Regions from separate parts of the Mus musculus genome. Here all the other regions are linked to region 4. The links are chromatin contacts, called in public promoter capture Hi-C maps. All regions are on one chromosome and are shown on one strand. Each heading gives the region's core, a stretch centred on a gene start, on an enhancer-like site or on the middle of the called end of the contact. The rest is flanking DNA. Distances are from core to core; before and after follow the strand shown.

Region 1 (2,884 bases), core at 112-2,611, 1.9 Mb after region 4:
AGGCGTAAAAGGGCACCCATTGGCATGGAGCCAAAAAAACGGGCTCTGGGAAGGACAGACTGTTCTACTACCTTGAAGATGCTTGAACACATTCAAAGGGAAGAAGGCAAGCATAAAAAGTTACGTAGGCTTCGCTCCCAGTTAGTATGTGCCCCGGGGAGGTGTCTGCCGTACTCCAGGAGACTGTCTCAAATCTGCTCTTCTGAGGCCCAAGGAAGAATCAGGAGTTACTAGTTCCCGTTTAGGCCTGGCACTTTCAGTACACCTTAGTTTAAGATGACTCATTTGTCTTTTTTTAAAAAAGGAAGTCAGTCCTCTTGTCTTGCTCACAGCTGCATCACCAGCAACTGGTCCAGTGCCTGGCTCGGAGAAACTGGGTTACGAAATATTTTAAGGAGCAAAGAGCCGACTGAAATGCAGGGAAAGATTGATGGCTTCCAGTCAACAGAATCTCCCAAGGGTTTAAAACAAAGAAAGTACATTACACTTCAACCCTTTTCCATCCAAAGGCCAGGCTGGTCTGTCAGGGGATAGGGGATCATCAGGCACTACTGTGGTGACACTGAAGGATGCACTACGCCAAGGTCATGGATGCACACCGGATCTGGACGCCCCCAGAACCTCCTTGCATGTGGTCACATTTCCCCCCGTCACGCACGCTGCTTCTACACAGCACTGGCAGATTTAACCCTCTGGACCCCGACAGCTGGACCTGTTGTCCCGCAGGGCAGCTGGTCAAGGACATGCGCGCCCCCCTGCACCACAGCCAATCAGCGACAGGCAGCTCCGGCACCATAGCCAATCGGCTAGAGGATGGCCCAGCGCCACCGCCCACGTGCTCACCCCTTGCCCCGCACCCCACTGTGCTGAGTCCACATCTGGGACCCCCCATCACCCGCTAGAATGGGATTCTGGGTGCAGTCGAGAACCACAATTCCCACCTCGGGGGCTACGCTGGCCCTCTGTCCGGAGATACAGGGGAGGGATGAGGGGTCCTGGGGTCACCCCGGGGCGCAGACACTGGACTCTAAGACTCGGGACAGTCAACCCTTGGGGACACACGAGGTGCGCACGTGTGTCCGATCGCGGGGTGGGGTGCAGGTTTCACAGGGTCCACAGTTCGGCTGGGCAGGGGCAGGCCCGCGGTGCCGCTGCATCTCTGTATCCCTCGGCTCACCTGGCTCTGGCAGAGGCTGCAGCAGCTAGGCCTGGGTGAAAGGCAGCAGCCATCCCGGAGAGGATGCGGCTGGAGTGCAGGAGGGCCATGGTGGGCGGTAAGACGGCAGTGGATGGTGGTAGAGCCGAGATCTGGGGAAGCGTCCGCTGGAACCGAGGCGCGGGCTCCTAAAAGGTGAGGACAGTGACTTCCCTGGGCGTGGCTAGAGCGGCCCTGCGCCTGGAGCGAATCATGTCGCAGCGGCCCCTTGCGGTCGGGGGTAGAACGACGACGCCTCCACGGAGGTCATGGAAACTCGCAAGGGCACTGCTAATCGCTGCCTATAAATCCTGTGAAGCTTGTATGTGAGGATGCGCAGTCCACAGTGCTCAGCGCTCTGCTTCCAGTTAATCATCCGCTACGCTAGAGGCAGCTGCCTAGCGTGCCAGTTTGAAAGAAGGAAAAAAATGTAAACTGACCCGAGGAAGTATTTTTTTTTTTTCCTAATGCTCCAGTGTGGTTTTCCTTTCAACCCACTAGTTTCCCCAAGTGCAAGTCTCTCAAGGTTCAGAATGCTTTCATGTCCCTGTTAGAGGACAACAGGCATATTTTGTGGGGCAGTTGTGAGTATTAACTTGTGAGATTAGCAGATTATGCCCTAAAAAAAAAAAAAAAAAAAAAAAAAAAAAAAAAAAAAAAGCCTGATTAGTCAATACAAAATTACCCAGGACCAACGACAAACTTTTGCACATCAAGTCTTCATAATTATGTTTGGAAGAAATGAATAAGCTTTTAAAGGCTGGGAGAATGAATTTGAGACAAGTCCACAAGTTGACCGAATTCACTCTGAACATGGGCCATTATTTCCCAGGGATGCCTTGCAGAAATCTGTATAGATTGCCAGTCTAATTTCTCCGGCCACTTCAGTTGTCTGTGTGATTGTTATCAAATCTGGGGGCCACAGCATGTGCTGCAAACCAGGCCCAGGTCACTGGTCCTCAAACAAAGTAAAATAGTGAAAAGCAGAAAAAGATTTACTTGCTGGGTGGTGGTGGTGCATGCCTTTAATCCCAGCACTTGGGAGGCAGAGGTAGGTGGATTTCAGAGTTCGAGGCCAGCCTGGTCTACACAGAGAAACCCTGTCTCGAAATTTTTTTTTTTTTTTTTTACTCAATGTGGCCACACTAGGAAGTTGGACAGAAAGATCCAGTTTTCCTTCGGGGTTCAAATGAGAGATTCCAACGTAAACAGATTCCCAGTCAGCTTGTGTTCCTGCCTGCCATTAACCCATCCTATAAGGTGATGGATCTGATAAGTTGCTAGAACTGTATAGACTCTCTGGGAGAAAGGTTGCCTCTCTGGCTGGGGCCTTTTCTTATTTCAGTATGAGATTCCTAGAGATATTGCCATTTCTTTGGGTTCCATTGTTTCAGTAGTCAAATTGATAGACACAGTGCCTCTTTAGGATATCTTCATTTCTTCCAGGGCTGTTGCATGAAGTCCAGATCCCTACATGGAATCACATTCTGGTCTACCCTAACTTACTGTCTTCTGGCACATGTGTCTCCCTGACCTTGGGCTAGATTAAAAAAAAATAGATATTTATTTAATGTTGTATGAGCATCCTGTTGCTGACACACCAGAAGAGGGCATCAGATCCAATTACAGATGGTTGTGAGCCACCATGTGGTTGCTGGGAATTGAACTCATGACCTCTGGAAGAGCAGA
Region 2 (2,987 bases), core at 427-2,926, 1.3 Mb after region 4:
CTTTCACACTGACATGAGAGAACACTACTGTTTGGAATCAAGAGGATCCTGATGGCTGAAGGAAGCCACGCCCCTGAGGTATAAGTTCTAAGGCAGATGGACTCTGGAAGCTAATATTAAGGCAACAATACTAAGAACCACCTAAAAACCCTCTCCTTTGAAAGACTGGTCTACGTTCCTCTTCACCTGCACTCCAGGCCTTTCCCAGGGCACATGCCACTCTAGCTTAACAGGATTAATGGCCTTTCTGGGACCCAAACTCCTGGCCAAAGAGGGTTAAATAACAGGTTTATAGACCCACTGATCAGGTGAACTTCTTCACTCTAGTTATCTCCCAGAGGAACATAAACAGAAGTCCCTTACCCTCTGAGTCTTTGACTGTCAAGGTGTAAGAAATTGTTCTGTTTGCCTGAATTGTACAGATAAAGCATGCCCCAGGGTGTGTCTCCTCCAAGTCCCAAATATTCACAGTAATCACTGCAAGATAAAGCCCACCTAACCACCGCCCCCACCCCATGCCAGCAAATCTCTAATTCACCACTTTGAGATAGTATTAAAGCAATCCCACAGAGAATTATTTTTGGAATCAAAGGCAGCCTCCTTTCTAGGTTCTCAGCTGCTTATAGATTTAAAAGTTTGCAAGTTTTCTTTAAGGGAAGGAAAGTAGAGAATGTTCCCATAAGCCAGCTGGCTTCTAACTGTTCTCTTAAAGAAACCTAAGAATCAAGCTAAAAGTTGTCACCCTCAGCATCTTCTGGGAAGGGAGGGAATAAAGAGGCTGCTGATTTGGGGTAGTACCTAGGAGTACGACCAACCAACCACAGCTGGCCATTTTAGCGTTCCTAAGGTAGAGAGGAGCGGTGGACTGCACGGAACACTGTCTGATCTAGCTGTACTAATCCAACTGTGTGTTATTTTTCCTGGTATGAATGGCTGCCAGCCCCATCAGCCGCCCCCACTCCCCACCTCCTAGAGCAACCCCACTGCCTACCCTGACCCTTCTCCAGTAAGGAGAAGCCAGGAACACTCTTAGCTCACTGCACAAGAGCTGGAGAGAGAAGTGGAGAGGAAAGGCAAAGAGAAGCCCCCACCCGCGCCCCACCCTAGCCCTTTTTCCTCTCAGAGTCACCGAATGAAAGCTGATCTCCTCCCATCAGGCCCAGCTGGGCTGCCTGCTGTCAGCTCCTGCTCCGGATGGCCCAGCCACTGCGTCCCGAAAAGGGGGTGGTTCCGGCCGAGGAAGGCCCCAGAGCCTCAAACGGTGCCCGGGAAGCAACTGTACTTCCAGGCCCAGCCTGGATCGCCTCGGAGCTCAGGAGGCTCTCCCTGGGTGCAGGGGCTACTGGAGTGGCCCCCAGATGCAGTCCCGGGTGCCCTGCCACTCACCTGCTCCAGGGGTCAGGCGCGGGACAAGCGAAGACCAGCTGCTTTCTCTGCCGCCTCTTTATTCCGGCTCCATCCGCCGCGGCGCGGCCTACGCGTCCTGCCAATCCCCGGGCCTCGCGTAGCAGAGGCAGGCAGCGCGGAGTCGGGAGACAGGTTTGCAGCAGCCGGAACCGACGAATCGACCCGCGCACTCGGGTTAGCGGGACCGGGGCAGCGGACGGACGGGCGAGCGGACAGACCGACGGGTCTTGCAGAGACCGGCGGACAGAGGGTCGGCGCGAGGCCGGGTAGGCGGGGCCGGGGGAGGAGCGGCAGCCGGGGCGGCGGCTGCCGAGAAGCCCGCGGCGCGGAGCGAGGCCGCCCCCTGTCGGGGACCCGCGGCCCCGCTGGCCCGAGCCTGTGGGTACGGAGGGGCGGGGCTGGAGCCTCGGGATCCGCTCGCCGGAGCCTACGGTCGCGGAGGAGCCGGGATCCTCATCCCCGGCTCGCCGCAGCCCCACCTGACTCTCCGGTCTTCTGCAGCTGACCTGCGGCTCAGCTCGCTCTCAAGAGGGATCCTGAGACTCCAACTTTTTGCAAGTCTGGCAAACAGACCCGCAGACCTGTGGAACCCACACTGGGGCGACGGAGTGATCCGGAAGGCCGCCTCCTACAGCCTTTACCGCACAGGCGGTGGCCGCCGTCCGTCCTAAGCTCCACTGGGCTTCGCCCCCCGGGTCGCCAGGCCCCGCCCCGAGGTGGAGCTACTCTAGGTCCCGCCCCCCACAGAGCACTTCCGGCTCAGAGGAACTCCGGGCGTCGGATCAGGTTGTCGGTGGACACGGCTTGTGGTCGAGGCCCCATGAGCTCGGCGCCCCTGGTGGGCTACAGCAGCAGCGGTTCAGAGGATGAAGCGGAGGCTGTCGCCGCGGGGCGGAGCAAACCGGGTACTGGCTTCCACCGTTGGTGAGGATCGAGGAATTTTTCTCTCTCGAGCGTAGATTCTTTTGAAACCCTAGTGGGACCCGAGCCTCCCGGGGAACCAAGAGGGTGGGTCAGTTCCCCGGTAAGAGAAAAAGGGATGTCGAGGGAAAGGATTCAGGACACACCCTGGACAAAGCCCTGGAATGGCACTACCACACACACACCCTGGCTAAGGCAAAGTTGGGAGTGAGGACACGGGTTCAAGTCCAGCCCTCTCCGTTGGTGCGTTTTTTTTTTTTTTTTTTCTCTTTTGGAAAGCAACTATGTTTCTTCCCAGATGTTTCCTCGTTTGAACACTATGCAATAATAACCCAAGCTTTTCGTTCGTCTAGTAAATGGTTAATGAATAGCCACCGTGAGCCACACGGTAGACTGGAGACACCAGCCTGTTGAAAAACCCATGAAAATCTCATGCGCCAAGAGGCTTAAATCTTCGAGGTTCTTAAATACTGGTCTTTGCTGACTGTAGTGTGTCGGTTCATTGCACAAGAGCTCTAGCAAGTAAAAATATGCTCTACACGTGAGGAAATTAATGTAAGCCAAGATCACAGAGCTACTTGAGTTCAGGCCTGTCCAACTATCTAATAGGGACCTCCAAGCCACACTGCTACCTGCTGAAATGTTTCCATGGGGACCAA
Region 3 (2,868 bases), core at 120-2,619, 1.7 Mb after region 4:
GTGTTTCCTATCCCCGGTTCAGTTCACTCACGTGCTTCCGTGAATACTGAATGTGACTGTTTAGAGGTGGTAGAACTAATCCCTTACTGTAGATAGCACTCCAAGTATTGGACATCTTTTTGCTGTGTTCTTAAGATATCTATAAATACCTATACATTATATATATATATATATGTATGTATATCAGGTCCTCCTTCCTGTATGTGGTTTCCCATTGGTAGTTGTCTTCTCTTTGGTCAAGATGAACTTTTAATGGAGTTCATTATTTTCCTCTCTGTACAAAGTTAAGAGCCTAATTTTGTGTATTCTGTTTGGTGGCTGATAAAGAGACTTTGAGATTACAAAATGCAAAACAAAAATCCTTGATATAGAAAGTTAACTGTGCAGAAAAACTAATAAAGAAATTAAGTCTACGTGTGTCGTGTTTCCTATCACAGGGAAGGCTCAACTGTTTAGGCTGCCTGGCTGCCCCAGGGCGCTGATAGTTGGAGGATAGTGCCTGTTAGACACATTTGGTTGGGGGAGGGTTGAGCAATCTTTCTGTAGCCCAGGCTGGTCTTGAATACTCAGCAATCCTACTTCAGCGTCATGGGTGTTAGAATTATGTAGGCCACCCTGCTTAATTTTTTTTTTCCTCTTAGGGTGATAAGAGATTGAACCAGGGTGTTTATACATGATGGTCAAGGTTCTACCAAGCGGCTATATACTCTGACTGAGATATAATTTTACCAGTCCTGATACTAACTCTATTTCACAGCTGAGCAGAAAGTTTAGCCAGCAAGAAAGACCGCTTCAAAGCAAGGGCACAACACTATTTGCTTGGTTTTAGTTGTTTTGGGACATGGTGTCACTCTGTTGTCTGGCTTGCCAGAAACTCCCAGTAAACCACAAACCCCCCTCAACCTTCCAGGTACTGAAACTAAACTACTGAATTCTCCATGTTACCGTTTGTGCTATCATTCATTCACCTTATATTACTTCCAGCGTCTCTCTCTGTCTCTCTCTGTCTTCTCTCTCTGTCTCTCTCTTCTCTCTCTTTTCTCTTCTCTCTCCTCTCTGTCTCTGTCTCTCGTCTGTCTGTCTGTCTCGTGCGTATGTGTGTGTGTAATGTGGAAACCCTTAAGGCCACTTCAAACCCAGGTGTAAACGGACTAATCAATCAGTCAGTGAAATGATGGTTAATCACTAACCATCAGTCGGTCACTACGGCATACTAGCCCAGCCTCCACAGAGGAAGAAACTGTTTTGTCCCTGCACGCCGCTCTCCGGGACACGGCCAGAACTAGGGTGGAGGCCGGTGCGCACGCGCACGCGCGATTCCTAAACCGGAGCGGTTTAGTAGAAACGCCCAGCTCCGCCCCGGAAGCGCAGTGAGGACCCGGCTGCTCGCAGCATGGCGGCCCCCGCCAAGCGCGCGCGGGTAAGTGGCGGGTCGCCCCTCGTCGCGCCCTGTCCCTCCCCGAGAGCTGCCCGCGCGCCCCTGCCGCTCCCTGCGGGGTCCAGCGGCGGCGAGCCCGAGGGCGACGCGGTGGCCGGCTTCCTGCGCTGGTGCAGGCGAGTGGGGCTGGAGCTGAGTCCTAAGGTGACGGTGAGCCGGCAGGGCACGGTGGCCGGCTATGGCATGGTGGCGCGGGAGAGCGTGCGGGCCGGGGAGCTCCTTTTCGCAGTGCCGCGGTCCGCGCTTCTGTCCCCCCACACCTGTTCCATCAGCGGCCTGCTGGAGCGAGGTGGGTAAGGAAGGGGCAGGGGGACCAGCTCGGAGGCTGGCAAGGGAGTGGCGCTTGGACGTTCACCTGGTGTCTTCCCTAGAGCGAGGCGCGCTGCAGAGCCTGTCTGGGTGGGTGCCGCTGCTGCTGGCGCTGCTCCACGAGCTCCAGGCCCCAGCATCACCCTGGAGCCCTTACTTCGCGCTCTGGCCAGAGCTGGGGCGTTTGGAGCATCCCATGTTTTGGTGAGAGCCGAGGGAAGGGCCGGGAAGAACCTGTTGCAGTTTCTTTGCTCTGGGACTGGGCACCTGCTGCATGAGAAGGCTGCGAAGGGCTCCGGGTGGGCTGTCCTTGCAGGCCGGAGGAAGAGCGGTTGCGACTCCTAAAGGGTACAGGTGTCCCCGAAGCCGTGGAGAAGGATTTGGTGAACATCCGTAGCGAATACTATTCCATCGTCCTGCCCTTCATGGAGGCTCACTCGGATCTCTTCAGCCCCTCTGTTCGCTCCCTGGAACTCTATCAGCAGCTCGTGGCCCTCGTGATGGCTTATAGGTCAGTGATTAAAGCCTAGAGGAGCAGACCCTCATCTTTGAGAGGGAAGGTGGGAAAGAACAGTGAACTCCAGGTCCCTCACCCGAGACTGGGCCTTAGCTGAGTTCTCTCTGCGGCAGCTTTCAAGAACCGCTGGAGGAAGATGATGATGAAAAGGAGCCCAACTCACCCTTGATGGTGCCTGCTGCAGACATACTAAACCACATAGCCAATCATAATGCCAATCTAGAGTACTCGGCAGTGAGTGGACCCCTATCCCTGGTCAGGTGGTGTGCATTACAAATCAAATCACTGGGCTCCAGTTTCCTACTAATCGTGAAAATGCGGTGAGACTAGCTACTCTCCGGTGTACTTTTGATATCAACTGAGATGGTGTGGACACACCCTAAGTCCACCAGAATAGCTGCCTGCTCTGCCAAGTCACCTCAGGCCCTGTGGAGAGCATTAACAGCAGTTCAGTGCTATTAGGAGGTGGGATGTTTATGGGCCAGAGGCATAGTAAGAAAGGCCCCACTTTAGTGTTGATTCTGTAGGAAAACTTGAGCAGACAGACGTCTATGTAATGTAAATATTGGCAGCGTCTTAACACCTGTAATCTTAGGAGGCTGAG
Region 4 (2,701 bases), core at 140-2,639:
TGGGAATCTTATAAGCACTTAAGTGACAGAAAATTAAAGTGCTACTGTGAATTGTGGGACAAAAGTAAATTTGCACAGACACGACTGTCAACTATTTCCACATTTTATAAACCTTGCATTTCATTACCGAAGTTTGCGTGCCATTACTTGTTTTGTCAAAAACAATAGTAGTAGTTGTTCTTGAGAACAGTTCTCAAGAGCTCAACAAGTTTTCAACTTCATGTCACATTTAGTTTTAGGAGGAATGGTTTATTTACTTGAATATGAGAGATTTGTTTATTTATTTGAATATGAAAGGTGAGTCACTAAAATGACTTACACAAACCCCACTCTCAGCAATGTCTTGCACATTTTAAACAAATAACCAGTCTAAACTGGACACTTTTTTCCCATTAGAATCAGCTCCACACTAGGGAATGAGGTACCAAACATTATAAGCTATATCCCAATCTCAATTTCTTGCCACAACAAAATTTTGTTTGAGTGATCCCGAAATGCAATCATCTGCTTAAGACAAAGGTTTGTTGAAAACAAAACAGCCTGCAAACAGGCTGTCGGGACAACATGTAAGGTACCTCCGACCTCTGAAAGTACAACCAGACAACAGAGTGTGTCCTCGCAATTTTAGGTCTACTGGGAGTCTGCAATGATACTGTATGTTGGCACTTTGGTAGACAAGACATACAAATGCAAAAAGGTAGACCAAACAGCGCGAAAATTAATAAAATGTGGCCACTGGATGGAACACTACCCAACATTTAAAGGGGGAAAAAAAAAAACTAGGATGTCAGAGGTTAATCTGGAAAAGTTACTGTAAAAGAAATGTACACCCTACAAAACTGAGAATTGTTCAAATAAACACAAATACATGTGCGATGAAACAACCAGCAACGGATTGAAAGGATACACACATTATGAATTCAAAGCAAACGCAGGTTCTAACCATGGCTGAATGAAGGGAAAGGGGGAAACGAACCTCGCTTTTAAAATAGGAAAACTGCCAAGTCGGGGTCGAGAAACAGGTCTAGGAAAGAAAGCGCGCATCCCGGAAGGGACAACCCGCATCCGGCGTGAGGGAGGAGCGCGCACTGGGAGAGCATCAACGGCCGAGGCCGCGCCGCACTTACAGATTAATGGTGCGCTCCAGGGTGAGGGGCTTGGTCTGCTGGATGTACTTGTTGCCGAACTGGTTGACCCCCCGGGGCCAGCCCGTCTGCGAGCGATTGGGCGGCACCACAGACATGCTGAACAGCTCCGACGCCGGGGACGTGCAGAAAGCGGGGGCCCGGGGAGACGTCCGCGGGGCGGGCAGCGGTTATCTGCGTCCCGCTCAGCAGCCACCACCCGCCATTAACAGTCGAGAGCAAGAGGCGCGGAACACACGCCGGAAGTGAATACGCTCCGGAGGCAGGAAGTTGGGAGGCAGGCCACTGCGACCATTTGACCAATTGCTGGCGGCGTGACGCAATATGTTGATCTCCCATTGGTTATTTTTGTGGAGATCCCGCCTCCCTGTGCTTTACTGCCTTTCCATTGGGTAATGCTGGTGAAATAAGGAAAGAGGGTTTTCGGGAACTGTAGTTTCTGGAGGGAAGTAGCGTCCTGACTTCCTTGGCGTGGGTCTGTGCACCGTGAGAAGATGAACGGGAAGCGGCCGGCGGATCCTGGCCCAGCGCGGCCAATGAAGAAGGGAAAGAAGCAGGTATCGGCAGAGTTTTCGGACGCTGTCACTGAAGAAATCCTGAGGAAGCAGGTGGCTGAGGCCTGGAGCTGCCGGACACCGTTCAGCCATGGTAATGGGGTGCTGTAGGGAGGCGCGGCAGCAAGAGGTGTGGGGAGGATCGCAGCCACCTCCGACCCGGGCGCTGACTGCTGCTCGGTTCATTCCATATTCTGCTTGATTTGGCAAGCCTGGGGAGGAAAATAAATATAAGCTCCGGACACTATGGGGAAGTGGGAGACATGTAGCCTGGGGGTTGAATTCTAGAATCAGAGGTCACTCAGAATCCCTCTGCTGATTGTACGTCATTGGGCAATGCATATAACTTTGCTTAAGGGCCAGTTTCTTCGTTTATAAAACGGAATCGTTAATAGTATTCCCCCTCCGAAAGATGGGATTGACAAACTAATGTTTGTAGACATTCATAAACGTTTCCTTGAGAACCGGTAAATAGCTAGCAAGCGAGGGTCACTCTCCGCTGTTACGTGGACTGTCTAACCCACGCTGGTGTTGAAAGCTGCCAGAGAAGCAAGCACCTGGATTTACCAGTTTTCACGTACCTTGTCGTTGGCCTAAGTGACGCACAAAACCAACATAATCTTGAAAGGAACGATCATTCCAGACATAGCTACAAGTTATTACCTTATACAATGTGACTCTGGCTGGGTGCGTCTTGAATTTTCTCAGACTTGCCGATTGTCTGTTTCATTTGAGTGTTTAAACAGGGGAACCCCTGGGCGCTCAGGACGCAGGCAGAAGATGATTACATAAAATGCAGGCTCCGGCTGCCCAGAGACTTCTCAGTTTCTTTGTCTGTTGCAAAGGCGTAGTGACTATATCATCGATTCCTCAGTTGTAGAGAATATAAATGAAATAATGCTTATAAGGCACCACTGGGTCAAGATTGGTTGTTATTCATAATCTAGTGGAAGTGAAATCAGTTAGAGGTTAAAAACCACCTGTTTTTTTTTTTTTTGTTTT

What was found. Capture Hi-C pulls out chosen DNA fragments and counts their contacts.
Region 1: a contact with region 4 is called in a promoter capture Hi-C map of adipose tissue, with 4 times the contacts expected there. The contact joins the promoter of Got2 here to the promoter of Nudt21 in region 4. A contact is called at or near these places in 1 of 39 promoter capture datasets (pre-B cells) and 2 of 9 other capture datasets (adipose tissue and liver).
Region 2: a promoter capture Hi-C map of adipose tissue shows a contact between it and region 4, with 2.9 times the contacts expected there. The contact joins the promoter of Zfp319 here to the promoter of Nudt21 in region 4. A contact is called at or near these places in 1 of 39 promoter capture datasets (pre-B cells), 2 of 484 Hi-C or Micro-C datasets (CD4 T cells and CD8 T cells) and 3 of 9 other capture datasets (adipose tissue, liver and macrophages).
Region 3: a contact with region 4 is called in a promoter capture Hi-C map of adipose tissue, with 2.8 times the contacts expected there. The contact joins the promoter of Setd6 here to the promoter of Nudt21 in region 4. A contact is called at or near these places in 1 of 39 promoter capture datasets (pre-B cells), 1 of 484 Hi-C or Micro-C datasets (CD4 T cells) and 1 of 9 other capture datasets (adipose tissue).

What each region holds. Positions count from the first base shown.
Region 1 is chr8:95,887,040-95,889,923 of GRCm38.p6, forward strand. It overlaps Got2 (glutamatic-oxaloacetic transaminase 2, mitochondrial), which reads right to left and starts at 1,362. Exons shown (of 10, transcript NM_010325.3): 1 at 1,178-1,362. The coding sequence starts at 1,266.
Region 2 is chr8:95,330,135-95,333,121 of GRCm38.p6, forward strand. It overlaps Zfp319 (zinc finger protein 319), which reads right to left and starts at 1,677. Exons shown (of 2, transcript NM_024467.4): 1 at 1,387-1,677. It overlaps Usb1 (U6 snRNA biogenesis 1), which reads left to right and starts at 2,150. Exons shown (of 7, transcript NM_133954.2): 1 at 2,150-2,331. The coding sequence starts at 2,228.
Region 3 is chr8:95,714,544-95,717,411 of GRCm38.p6, forward strand. Setd6 (SET domain containing 6) reads left to right here and starts at 1,370. Exons shown (of 7, transcript NM_001035123.4): 1 at 1,370-1,727; 2 at 1,810-1,951; 3 at 2,064-2,258; 4 at 2,378-2,498. The coding sequence starts at 1,394. It overlaps Ndrg4 (N-myc downstream regulated gene 4), which reads left to right. Exons shown (of 17, transcript NM_001372423.1): 17 at 1-413.
Region 4 is chr8:94,035,650-94,038,350 of GRCm38.p6, forward strand. It overlaps Nudt21 (nudix (nucleoside diphosphate linked moiety X)-type motif 21), which reads right to left and starts at 1,390. Exons shown (of 7, transcript NM_026623.3): 1 at 1,128-1,390. The coding sequence starts at 1,243. Ogfod1 (2-oxoglutarate and iron-dependent oxygenase domain containing 1) reads left to right here and starts at 1,549. Exons shown (of 13, transcript NM_177767.4): 1 at 1,549-1,793. The coding sequence starts at 1,640.